4 separate regions of the Mus musculus genome follow, and all the other regions are linked to region 1. Evidence: chromatin contacts called from public Micro-C and promoter capture Hi-C data. All regions are on one chromosome and are shown on one strand. Each heading gives the region's core, a stretch centred on a gene start, on an enhancer-like site or on the middle of the called end of the contact. The rest is flanking DNA. Distances are from core to core; before and after follow the strand shown.

Region 1 (2,598 bases), core at 54-2,553:
TTACATAATAGGGACATGGATCAAAGAAATTCACCTTTTTCAATCATTTCAACCCAATTTCAATCCCTTCTTCCACAGGGTATTTTCTTGACTGTGCAAAAGAAGAATTCACACTTCTTTCTCATCTTCCCTTGCCCATTTTCTTGTATGAATGTTAAAAATAGCAGGCAAGCGATTTGGGGGAATCCTAAACGTTGAAGAAATCCTTAAGTGTCCCAGAGTTGGGGCTTCCAGCTGTGTCAAACACCCTATCCCTAGATGACCTTGGGCAAGCTAACACATTTTGGGCCTTAGTTCCCCTAGTCAAAAAACACAAGAATAGCTAAATCCTATCTTTTCTGAAACATAGACTTCAAATGCGTTCCCAAGGCAGCACTAAAGTGAAGAGGCCGCTGGGAAGGACTGAGGCCCGAGACCAAGCAACAGACTTACACCGGCCGACCTAGGGTTTCTAGGGAGCTCAGACAATCTGCTCCCCCTGCAAAACCACTGGGCCAACTTCAGGTTGCAAACAAAAACCTGTTGGCCCGGACTCCTCTAGGAATGGCCTGCCTCTCCCAACGCGCTCGGCTCGCGCTCCGACGAAGCCGGCCCACGGGAGAGCGAGGGTCTCCCGGAAGAGGCCGACCCCACGCGCGGCTCGCCCACCCGGACTCGCCCAACAGGGCCGCCAGGTCTCTGCCATCCCACGCGGAACAAAAGGCAGCTGGAGCCTGGCTTCGCCGCCCCCGTCCCCGCTGTGCTGTGGAGTGGGGGCCGGGAAGGGGAATCCAGTCCCGGGGGCGAGAAAGACGTGGGGAAGAGTATCCCCTTCCCCCGGTCCCCTGAGGGAGGGCCGGCCGGCTCGGACCCGGTTCGAGGGGCGAGCACGCTCTGGGGAGGGGCGGGGTTGTTCCAAACTGAAGGCTCTGTCGCTGAGGTGTGAGGCGAGGACAGGAGCCAAAGCCGGGAGGCAGACGTCGCCTCTCTCTCGGCTCCGAGCGGGCTCAGGTGGGGCGGGGCCTGGCTGAGCCGTCCAGCCGGGTGGGGTCCGGCTGGCCGCACGGTGCACGCCCCGGCCGGCGAGGGGGAAGCCGGTGCTCTTAGGGGCGTCCACGCACTGGAAGAGAAGGTCTGCGCGCAGCCCCGCCCCGCCCCGACTCCCGAGCCACCACCACACCAAGCCCCGCGAGTCCCGGCTCACCTCCGTTCCTGGCCAGCGCGAGTGCAAGGCTGCAGCCGCCGGCGACGCGGGAGAAGCGGGAGCGACCCGAGCCTGTGCAGCGTTTGACACCCACACGCCAGCCAACATGGCGGCCGAGAGGGGGCGCGCCGGCAGCGAGCGCGCGCGCGCGAGCCCCGCCCTCCGAGCGCGGAGGCTCCTCCCACACACACTGGCTCCGCCCTGCCTCGCTCCTAGGCCCCGCCTCCAAACCGGTCCGCCCCTCCCACATATGCCCCCAAGGCCTTCTCTAAATAGCTCCTGCTTCTACACAAACCTAACAAATTTATGAAGCCCTAACTCAGAGTCCAACACATCCCCCCTACCTCAACAATTCCCCAGGGCATACATAACTACCTTAACCATCAATCCATGCTCCTCCCTTAAATCCTCAAGCACAGAACCCCGCCTAGCCTAATCAGAACCATGGTCTCCTAGTATTTCCTCTTGCACGTGAAAAATGTTGTGATGAAGAGACAGGAAGGAGGCCAGGTGCCAGACAGGGTTGATTTATTTTGCTACAAGTGCGTTCACTTCATGAAGATTCACTTATGCATATTTCAGATTTGTATACTTTTCTGTGTGTGCATTTCAATAAAAAGGTTGAGTCCAGAACTTTGGCAGCCCAAGTGGTTGAACCCTCGGCCGCTCGAGTCTCCCATGATTCATCAGGATACTGGGATTTAGCAACCCCAACTGCAAGCCTGCAGTCTCACTCTTATGCACCCAACAAAGCAATGTAGGGCCGGCCACATGCCAAGCTACAGCACACAGAGGCAGGCCAGAGATGAGAGCAGAGCCTTATACAAGAAGGTAAGGAGAGTCCTTTCCCTCTTTCCCCAAGAGAGGATCTCAGAAGGGTCAGAACTGAAGGCTAGACCCCAAAACTGCTAGCAGAGAGCCCTCATAACAGGGTCTAGGACATGAATCAGGGCTCAAGGGGAGAGTACAGGGAACTATTTCAGTTGTTTGAATATGCTTGGCCCAGGGAATGGCACTATTAGGAGAATAGGCCTTGTTGGGGTGGGTGTGGCCTTGTTAGAAGAAGTGTGTCACTGTGGGAGTGGGCTTTGAGACTCCTAGCTGCCTGGAAGACACTCTTCTGTTGGCCTTCAATTTAAGATGTAAAACTCTCAGCTCCTCAAGCAGTGTGCCTGCCTGGACTGTGCCCTGCTTCCTGCCATGTTGGTAATGGACTGAACCTCTGAACCTGTAAGCCAGCTTCAATTAAATGTTGTTTTTATAACAGTTGCCAGGCTAGAAAGATGGCTTAGCGGTTAAGAGCACTGACTGTTCTTCTGAAGGTCCTGAGTTCAAATCCCAGCAACCACATGGTGGCTCACAACCATCTGTAATGAGATCCGGTGTCCTCTTCTGGTGTGTCTGAAGACAACTAC
Region 2 (2,598 bases), core at 66-2,565, 480 kb before region 1:
TGGCTGGAACAGCAAGCTGTGACCTCACAGCTTGACACAAAGCAGAGAGCAACTAGCAAAGTACAGCTCCAGTGGCGTATGTCCCCCAAGAGGCCACATTTCCTAACGGTGTCACCAACTACAAAGGAAATATTCAAATGCAAAAGCCTGTGTAGGGGGGAACATTCTCCTACCCTCCACCCCCCCCAAAACAATGGTAACTCAATCGCTGTGCAGCAACTAAAATCCTAGTCTGTAAGCCTTATTAAATCTAAATCCTCCTGTGGCGAATCCTGACGGATCGACCATTGAAACCGGGAGACACTAGTAATTACATCTGTCCTCGCGCTATTCCCATCCAAAAAGCTGTGGGGAGCATTCTTACTCAAACCATCACATTCCATTCTTTGGCTCTCATGGGGTCATGAACATATTGTAATACAAAATTTATTTATCTAAACTTTACAGTCTTTCACAGTCTTAACACTGTTTAAAAGTCCAAAGCTTATTCTGAGATGCCAGGCAGTCTCTAAATTATTTGTAACCCTCTGCAAAATCAGAAAGCAAATTACATACTTCCAACTTAGAATGCCATTCTAAGAGGGAGAAATGGGGCCACAGTGAGGGAATACTGGACTAGAGCAAGACCAGATGCCAGCAGGGCAAACACCAAATCCTATGGCCCCACACTCAGTGTAGAAGGGCTTAGACGGCTCTCTCCACCCAACTGTACTGTCTAGAACATACTTCTACTTCGTATATGCAGTTTTTCTTAGCAGCCTTCAGCTTTGGCACCTCCAACATCTTGGGGCCTCCAGTGCAATCCAGGCTTCACATTCACAGCGGGGAGTAGCCGGAGTTTCAGCATAAGGACTTGGGCATGGTCTGGCAGACTTTGTTCAAGGTCTATTCTAACAATGAGGTGTTGAGCCAAAAGTTGGCCTTCCCACAGGAACAAGAGAAGGACATTTTCTCCCTTCTGGGAACCCATTTTGCTGACTGGAAATTTGCTCCAGGGTAGTTTCGAGCACACATGGCTGACATGCCCTGGGTCACAATGGCAGCAAAGCCCTTCTACCGGGGGCTGGGTTTGTTTCCTCTAATCATGTCTAACCTTTGACATTACAAGAAATTGCTATCTACAGTGTTCACACGTGAGAACATGCAGTTGTGCCACGATATCCCCCTTTCAAAACTACCCAAACAAACAAAAAGCCAATCTCATAATCTTGCGAGAAACTTTGGGATTTCGTACTGGGCCACGTTCCTCGTTTTCCTTCACTGCGTGCAGACAGCTTCCGTGGAACTCTCTTCTACATCGGGACTGAACCAGAGTGCCACTAGGTGGCGCTAGAGGATTGCCTGGGCCAGTCAGGGACTGGTCGGTTGTTAATACCAGTGTGCCGACCTACAATCCTTGCTTCGGTTTTTCAGCTTTTTTCCAACTGGACACTTTTGTCTCTCATTTTCTGAAGACCATGAAGAGTTTGTGCAGTAAAGTTGGCAAGGGATTCTGGAGACTTCGGTCTAGTCTCAAAGCTTTTGCTTAGTGTCAGTGCCAGGAAGGGCAGTCTGTAATACAGTCAAAATGGCTTGGCCTTCCCGACGCCCAGGGTCTCCTTTGGATACTTGCTCAGGCTTTTAGCTATCCAAGAAGGCAGGGTTCTCAGAGACTCCGTGTTATCGCCCATCACCAGTCATAGTTAGTGGATTTGTCTGCAGCCTTCTTTCGTTCCCTTGAACGGTCTTGATGGAACCTCACCTCATTGTCTCCTGCTATGATCATACAGGCTCTGTATTAGCATCCCAATGGAGCCCGGCCTGGCGGCTAACTTATGAATATTAACTTTATCAGCCCAGCTGTGTGCTAAAGACCAGATTGAGACCTGTCACGTGTGCAGCAGGCAGTTAGGATTATATATCTACTTTTCCATGTTAGGTCAAAAGCCTCAACGGGTCCTTAATGAAGGTGGTGGAAAATACTGAATAAACAACCCTCCTCTGGGTTGTACTTGAGACAGGTCAGACATGGGAAAGGGACATGCATTTGGTGGTGCCACCCATTAGCCACCCATGGAGGCAAAGGGTGTTCTCTGCGGGAGAGGGCATAGTCATTATTCCAGGTTCCCTATGTGAAGTTCCTGAGTGAGTATGTGGGGATAATGCAGCTCCGAGAGAGAACCCTGCATGTAGAGAGCAGTAAGGGGCTGGGGCAGGAGAAGCCAAGAGGGAGGCGAGAGCAGAGCTACCTGGAGGCAGAGAAGCCAGTGTTTGAGTAAAGGCTGGGTGCACAGAAAGGAAAGGTCACCAAGGGTGTCATATGAGCCGCATATGGTGTCCAATCACAGTGGAAAGCTGGGGGGGGGGGGGTAGGAGGAGCCATGAAGTATATAGACTACGAAGGCAACCCAGAGTCCTTCCTAAGTTACCCACATAAAGGTTTAATTACAGGATGATCACAGCTCAATGTGTCTGAGGTTGCCAGAATTCTTGATCTATTAGGAAGTAAAACAAAATGGTCGCTCTGTGTGTGTGTGTGTGTGTGTGCACGCGCTTTGTAAGTCTAGGGATCAAATTTAGACCAGTTTTTGAGATTATGTGCCAGGACCAGTCATAGAG
Region 3 (2,598 bases), core at 59-2,558, 350 kb before region 1:
GCACAGGCACCAGAGATTGTGGTGAAAGAAAGAAGCCAGACGTCTTTCTTCTAATCACACTATCTGTATTTGGTCAGCAGAGACTAGCTTCTGCTACCAGAGAAAGTTCACCTCAAGATGCTGGCGGTTAAGTTGGCAGGAGACTCCGGTGTCACCTAAGCAGGGGGAGGAGGAGACAGGGAAGTCCACCAGATCAGCATCTCTCAAACTCGACTGGACAGAGTCTGGGTTCCTGGAGCGGACAGGATGCTGGAAACATGGGGAAGCAACAGTTATTTGTGAGCAACAAGGGTGTCTACCATATATATGGGCAGAGAAAGCCAAACACAAATGAATGAATAAGAAAAATCCAAGGCAGCCATGTTGTGAAGATAATGAAACTCCCAGTAGCCAAAGAAAACAGTTATGTGTGGAAAGTGGCTTGGGGGAGTCCAGCATAATCGGTAGAGTGTTTGCCTAGCACGAAACCCAAGTTTCTATCTCCAGCATTGTGTACAACCCTCATGGTGCCTGTGATCCCCGCACTAGAGAAAAGGAGGCAGGAGGATCCGAAGGATGGATGTTTAGGGCCATCCTTAGCCGGAGAGAGGAAGCACAGCCTGGGCTAGGAACCCTGTCTCGAAAGTAAGGAAGTAAAGACGGCCCAGCTTTCACTAGGGATTAGCATGACTGGGTGTGGCAGTTGCGTCTTCTCTTAGAAGATCTAATGGGAGAGCGTGCCGGGAGGGTGTGGAGCCAGATGCCAGCCTTGCTTTGTATTTGTTATGGAGCTATACCAGCCAGGCGTAAGTACCCGAAGTAAACCAGTCTGAGTTTTCAACAGAAAAGGGCTTTGGGACTCTGCAGAAGCAGCAAGAGAGCCAGATGAGGAGGCAAGGCTTGCACAGGCCCCCAAGAAGGGTCCCTGGGATGCATCGATCCCATGTGGACGCATCTATCTGTGGTATTTAAGGACTCATGGTTTTGGTCTCATCCCAAGGATCAGACAATGGTATGGAGAACTGGTTCAACTGCCTTTGACTCCCAACAAAGAGGTGACTGGACACAGGATTTACTGGCTCACCCTCATTCAAAGTACCTGTCGATCAAAAGCAGCCAAGTTTCATACAATGTCTCTAAATGGCAGACCTTAATTTTTACCTAATGTCCTGACTCCAAGGGAGTATGGGAAATGTTCAGATTTCTGGCCGCTGATGCTGAGAAAGTTGTAAGGAGAAGTGAGAATGGCAGGGGTGGGGCAGGTGAGGGTGGAGGGTGGTTGTGCCATGTTTTCAGCACTAGTTGGGGGAGGGGCAAGGGAGGGCAGGGCAGGGAGGGTTGTTGCTCAGCTCCCATGCCTACGTTTTTCATAACTGACTATAGTTCTCATGTTTGCCTCCTAGGGCTGGCCTGTGGCTTAGATGAGCTCATTTGTTGACGTCCTGCCTTTGCAAGGGACAGTTTGTTAGCTATTATTTTGGATACTCCTGAAGTTTCCCTTATTCTGGAATGGGCTCCAAGATTGCAGTTGGTAGAAAGCTTGCAGAAGGCTTAGAAAGAATGGCCCTGAGAGGGTGGCTCAGTGGTAGTCTGGGGACAGCTGAGCCCCTCCCTGTCTGTTAATATGTCCTGGACAGGCTGCTGTCCTATTTGAAGCAAGGGAGCCATCCAGCGAGGGTGTTACATAAGCCATATCTTTCCCTTTGTTTACAGGAAATTCTGAGAAGATCAACTGGGCTTGGCCTAAACTGCTTAAATCCTCAAGGCAACAGAAATTGTCCGGGCAAGCCAGGCAACCATATGCAAACCATCTGCCCAGGCCCATCGCCAGGCTGGCAGGCTGGGCGGCTGCTGACAGCCTCTCACCAGCCACCTTCTCTCCAAGATCTGGGGCCTGGCGCAGGAAGCTATGTAGTATATGGGCAGCAACCATGCACCCACCATGGCCCTGGGCTTGCTGCCTCTGCTCTCCTTGCAGGGCAGAGGGGGAGGCGCTTTCACCCAGCGCTGAGAGGATGGATAGGTGGGGAGCAGGCCGCCTCTGCTCTGATTTGAGCTTCTAAGTAGAGGATGAGAACACACACACAGCGTCTTTCTCCCTCACAATGACAGTGGCTGGAGGAAGCTTCAAAATTCCCCAGGGTCAATACTCTTGTCCTCCCGAGAATGCTGCCAGGCCTGGTCCCAAGCACTGTGATCACAGTGTTATCCTGGGAGCAGGTGTCAGATGTGACCTTCCAGGTCCTCATGCTACCTTCGAGGAAATGAATGTCACTGCTGGTAACAGTCTGTCTAGCTTGAGAAAGACTGCTCTGTTTCCAGTGGCTCGAGTGTCTGCTGGAGGGTTAGTTGTTGGGAAACTGAGTGGCATTCCAGCTACTTTTCCTACCGTGAGAAGGCCAAGGGTATACACCAGAGAAGTCCTGGCCTCAGCTAGCAGCTCTGACAGAAGACAGTTGGACCTTACAGAGTGTCTAGACAGAGTTCTGTTTTTCAAGCCAACCTCAGCTTTGTAAGGGTTCGAAAATCACTGAAGGAAGGCCCCAGACTCAAGCAGTGTGCAAAAATAAAGAGCCTTTATTCTGCAGAAATAACCAGCATGTGTGGGTCTACCATTAT
Region 4 (2,598 bases), core at 65-2,564, 280 kb before region 1:
ATGGGTTTTCTTTTTCCATTTTATTTTTTTATATTTTGTTTTCTTTTGAGGGGGAGGTTGCAAGGGCAGAGAGTTGATATGGAGGGACAGGGAGATGAATGGAACTGGGATGCATGTTATGAAATTCACAAAGAATCAATAAATTGTTTTTTTTTTAAGAGCAAATCACATTTTTCCAACATACAATTGCATACTTCCTAGAAGTGTTATAGCTCTGAGGGGAAAACCTTCCCCAATGGGGCTGTTACCACTCTCCTGGCAAAAGTATCCTTGGAACTTGGAGTGAAGGAATACTACAATGTCACATCACACATCAAACCTCACACAAAAGATTAGGAGGGGGAAAACCCAGTGTCTACCTCTACTCAGACAGAAACAGCAGGAAACAGAACAGAAGACAGGCTGTATATAGGGTCTCTTGAGGGAGTGGAGATTTCCAGGGTAGCCTGGGATTGGAGGGACTCTGTGGCCTGATCTTAAAGCCCAGGGATTGGTGTTTGTTTGTTTGGTTTTGTTTTTTTCCCCTTGTTCCTGGTCTGGGGCCTTGGGGTCAAGTCAGGGTCAGGGTTTTCTTTCCTTGACCCTTTTACCCTACACTTTCAATATAAAGAATATAAATTACCATTACAAAAGGGAGGAGACTGGGTATAGGGAGGAAACACTAGGCCAAAGCAAGACTGAGACCCAGCAGGGCAAACCAAGTTCTATAGCCCCGTATCTGTAGTCAGAGGGCTTAGATGAAGCAGCCCTTCCAGCTTTGCTACCTGAAGTACATGTCTGTATCCTGGACTAGTTCTGTTCCCTGTGTGGAGATGCCATGGCTCTGGGGGATCTCAAACACAATCCAGGATTCACTTTCACAGCTTTGTGCAATGATCTCTCAGGGTCTCCTCTGCTACGTACCTGACCTCAGTAGCGTTCCTTAACAGTAGAGGAAGATTCTAAATACTAAACGGGAAATACTAAAAAAGAACCGGCACGTTTCCATGCTTGTGCGGGCAATGGCCGGCCTATTATCTTGTGGAGACTCTGACTCAGAACTTCAAAATCTCCACCCAGCTCACTAGGTTCCCACTCATGGGTTGCTACCACGCCAGCCCCGTGCTTCAATACCCCCGCGGCCTTTGAGGTGCACATCAGGTAAACCCATGCTTTGCTGCTGTACCTTTCTCTCTGGAACTGAGAGAAGAAAAACACCGCACAAACTTAGTTCAGAAACAAGGATAACCTGGAAGTCCCTCTTACTCCCCCAGTGATTGCCTCCTTTATTCACTAGGGGATTGGTTCACAAGAAGTCACCTGAGTGTGTGACTCACTCCTTGTCTGCAACTCCTCCCAGGAGAGCAGAATTAGCATCAAAATGCAAACAGCCCCAGGCCCATGCACAGCATCCCACCACCTCTTTATCTGCGAAACTATGTGGATGATATTGCTAAGTTTGACTCTGGACTTGAGGAAACAAACACAAGTTGGAAGCTTAGCTTGGTAGGTTCTTCCACTGGGAGGAGAGGAAAGCAACTAGGGTTGGCAACCATTCTCCAGGGTGCCACGGATCCCTTTTTAGAACCTGTTGGGTTTCCTGAGGGTTATACAAAGAATGAAGGAGTGTGGCTTTGGGCATTTAGGCTTGTAGAGAGAATCTCTTGTGTACTGTGTGGAAGCATCACCTGTCAATAAAAACTGATGGCCAGTAAACTGGGGAAGGATTAGAAGATGGGACACCTGGCAGAGAGAGAGAGAGAGAGACAGACAGAGAGAGAGAGAGAGAGAGAGAGAGAGAGAGAGAGAGAGAGAGAGAGAATGAATTCTGGTAAGCAGCCAGGAATTCTGGTAAGCAGCCAGGTGTGAGAGATTCGTCATGAGGACTCAAAGGAAGTCAGATGTATGAAATGGAGGAAAGGTAACCAGCCACGTGGCACTGTATAAAAGAGTAAATAGTTAACTGAGTTATGAGCTGGCCAGAGAACAAGCCTAGTTTGAGGCAGAGGCATTTATTAATAAATAGCAAGCCTCCAAGTTGTCATTCAGAAACTGGGGCACAGGTGGAAAAGCCCATAGGCTGCATTGAGTGGAAGCCATGATGGCTGTTAGTGCAGGTGATGTCACCAGACAACTGTCAGTGTAGTCCTCTGGGTGGACATTGTGATGCTTCATGGCCACTGATTTGGAAGGCAGACGGCTTCAGCTAGGTACAAAATCAGGGTCATGCTTAATAGTAATCATTTTATGAACACTGAAGAGGCTCCTTTGTCATGGTTAAAATTAATTGGGGGTTTCTACCCGCTTATGATCATTTAGTTCCCAAATAAAAGACAGAGAACTCTTTTTAAAATTTTTTACTAGATATTTTATTTACTTTTTTTGTTTGTTTGTTTTTGGTTTTGTTTTGTTTTTGTTTTTCTTTGAGACAGGGTTTCTCTGTATACCCCTGGCTGTCCTGGAACTCACTCTGTAGACCAGGCTGGCCTTGAACTCAGAAATCTGCCTTCCTCTGCCTTCTGAGTCCTGGGATTAAAGGTGTGTGCCACCATGCCCGGCTATTTACATTTTAAATGTTATCCCCTTTCCTAGTTTCCCCTCCGAAAATCCCCTTCCCTC

The links. Promoter capture Hi-C pulls out the DNA fragments that hold promoters and counts their contacts. A called contact is a pair of places that touch in the nucleus more often than the background predicts.
Region 2: a promoter capture Hi-C map of pre-B cells shows a contact between it and region 1, with 1.9 times the contacts expected there. The contact joins the enhancer-like site here to the promoter of Epn2 in region 1. A contact is called at or near these places in 11 of 39 promoter capture datasets (the 3T3-L1 cell line, the HPC-7 cell line, cranial neural crest and 5 more), 1 of 115 datasets of contacts at active chromatin or transcription factors (embryonic basal ganglia) and 1 of 9 other capture datasets (embryonic stem cells).
Region 3: a contact with region 1 is called in a promoter capture Hi-C map of hippocampal neurons, with 2.4 times the contacts expected there. The contact joins the enhancer-like site here to the promoter of Epn2 in region 1. A contact is called at or near these places in 13 of 39 promoter capture datasets (the 3T3-L1 cell line, 3T3-L1-derived adipocytes, the HPC-7 cell line and 8 more) and 1 of 484 Hi-C or Micro-C datasets (reprogramming fibroblasts).
Region 4: a Micro-C map of embryonic stem cells shows a contact between it and region 1, with 3 times the contacts expected there. The contact joins the enhancer-like site here to the promoter of Epn2 in region 1. A contact is called at or near these places in 3 of 39 promoter capture datasets (cranial neural crest, embryonic stem cells and liver), 1 of 484 Hi-C or Micro-C datasets (embryonic stem cells) and 1 of 9 other capture datasets (macrophages).

The regions. Positions count from the first base shown.
Region 1 is chr11:61,578,384-61,580,981 of GRCm38.p6, forward strand. It overlaps Epn2 (epsin 2), which reads right to left and starts at 1,304. Exons shown (of 11, transcript NM_001252188.2): 1 at 1,184-1,304.
Region 2 is chr11:61,103,171-61,105,768 of GRCm38.p6, forward strand. No RefSeq gene overlaps it. Among named protein-coding and RNA genes, the nearest start is that of Tnfrsf13b, 22 kb to the right of the region's middle. Within about 2 kb of position 1,316, at least 21 of the 459 cell types and tissues checked have an H3K27ac peak or open chromatin away from gene starts, as enhancers often do. A contact at or near this core is called in pre-B cells, where this site is marked.
Region 3 is chr11:61,224,438-61,227,035 of GRCm38.p6, forward strand. It overlaps a transcript of Aldh3a2 not described here. Among named protein-coding and RNA genes, the nearest start is that of Aldh3a1, 17 kb to the left of the region's middle. Within about 2 kb of position 1,309, at least 41 of the 459 cell types and tissues checked have an H3K27ac peak or open chromatin away from gene starts, as enhancers often do. A contact at or near this core is called in 3T3-L1-derived adipocytes, hippocampal neurons and reprogramming fibroblasts, where this site is marked.
Region 4 is chr11:61,296,192-61,298,789 of GRCm38.p6, forward strand. No RefSeq gene overlaps it. Among named protein-coding and RNA genes, the nearest start is that of Aldh3a2, 30 kb to the left of the region's middle. Within about 2 kb of position 1,315, at least 23 of the 459 cell types and tissues checked have an H3K27ac peak or open chromatin away from gene starts, as enhancers often do. A contact at or near this core is called in embryonic stem cells, where this site is marked.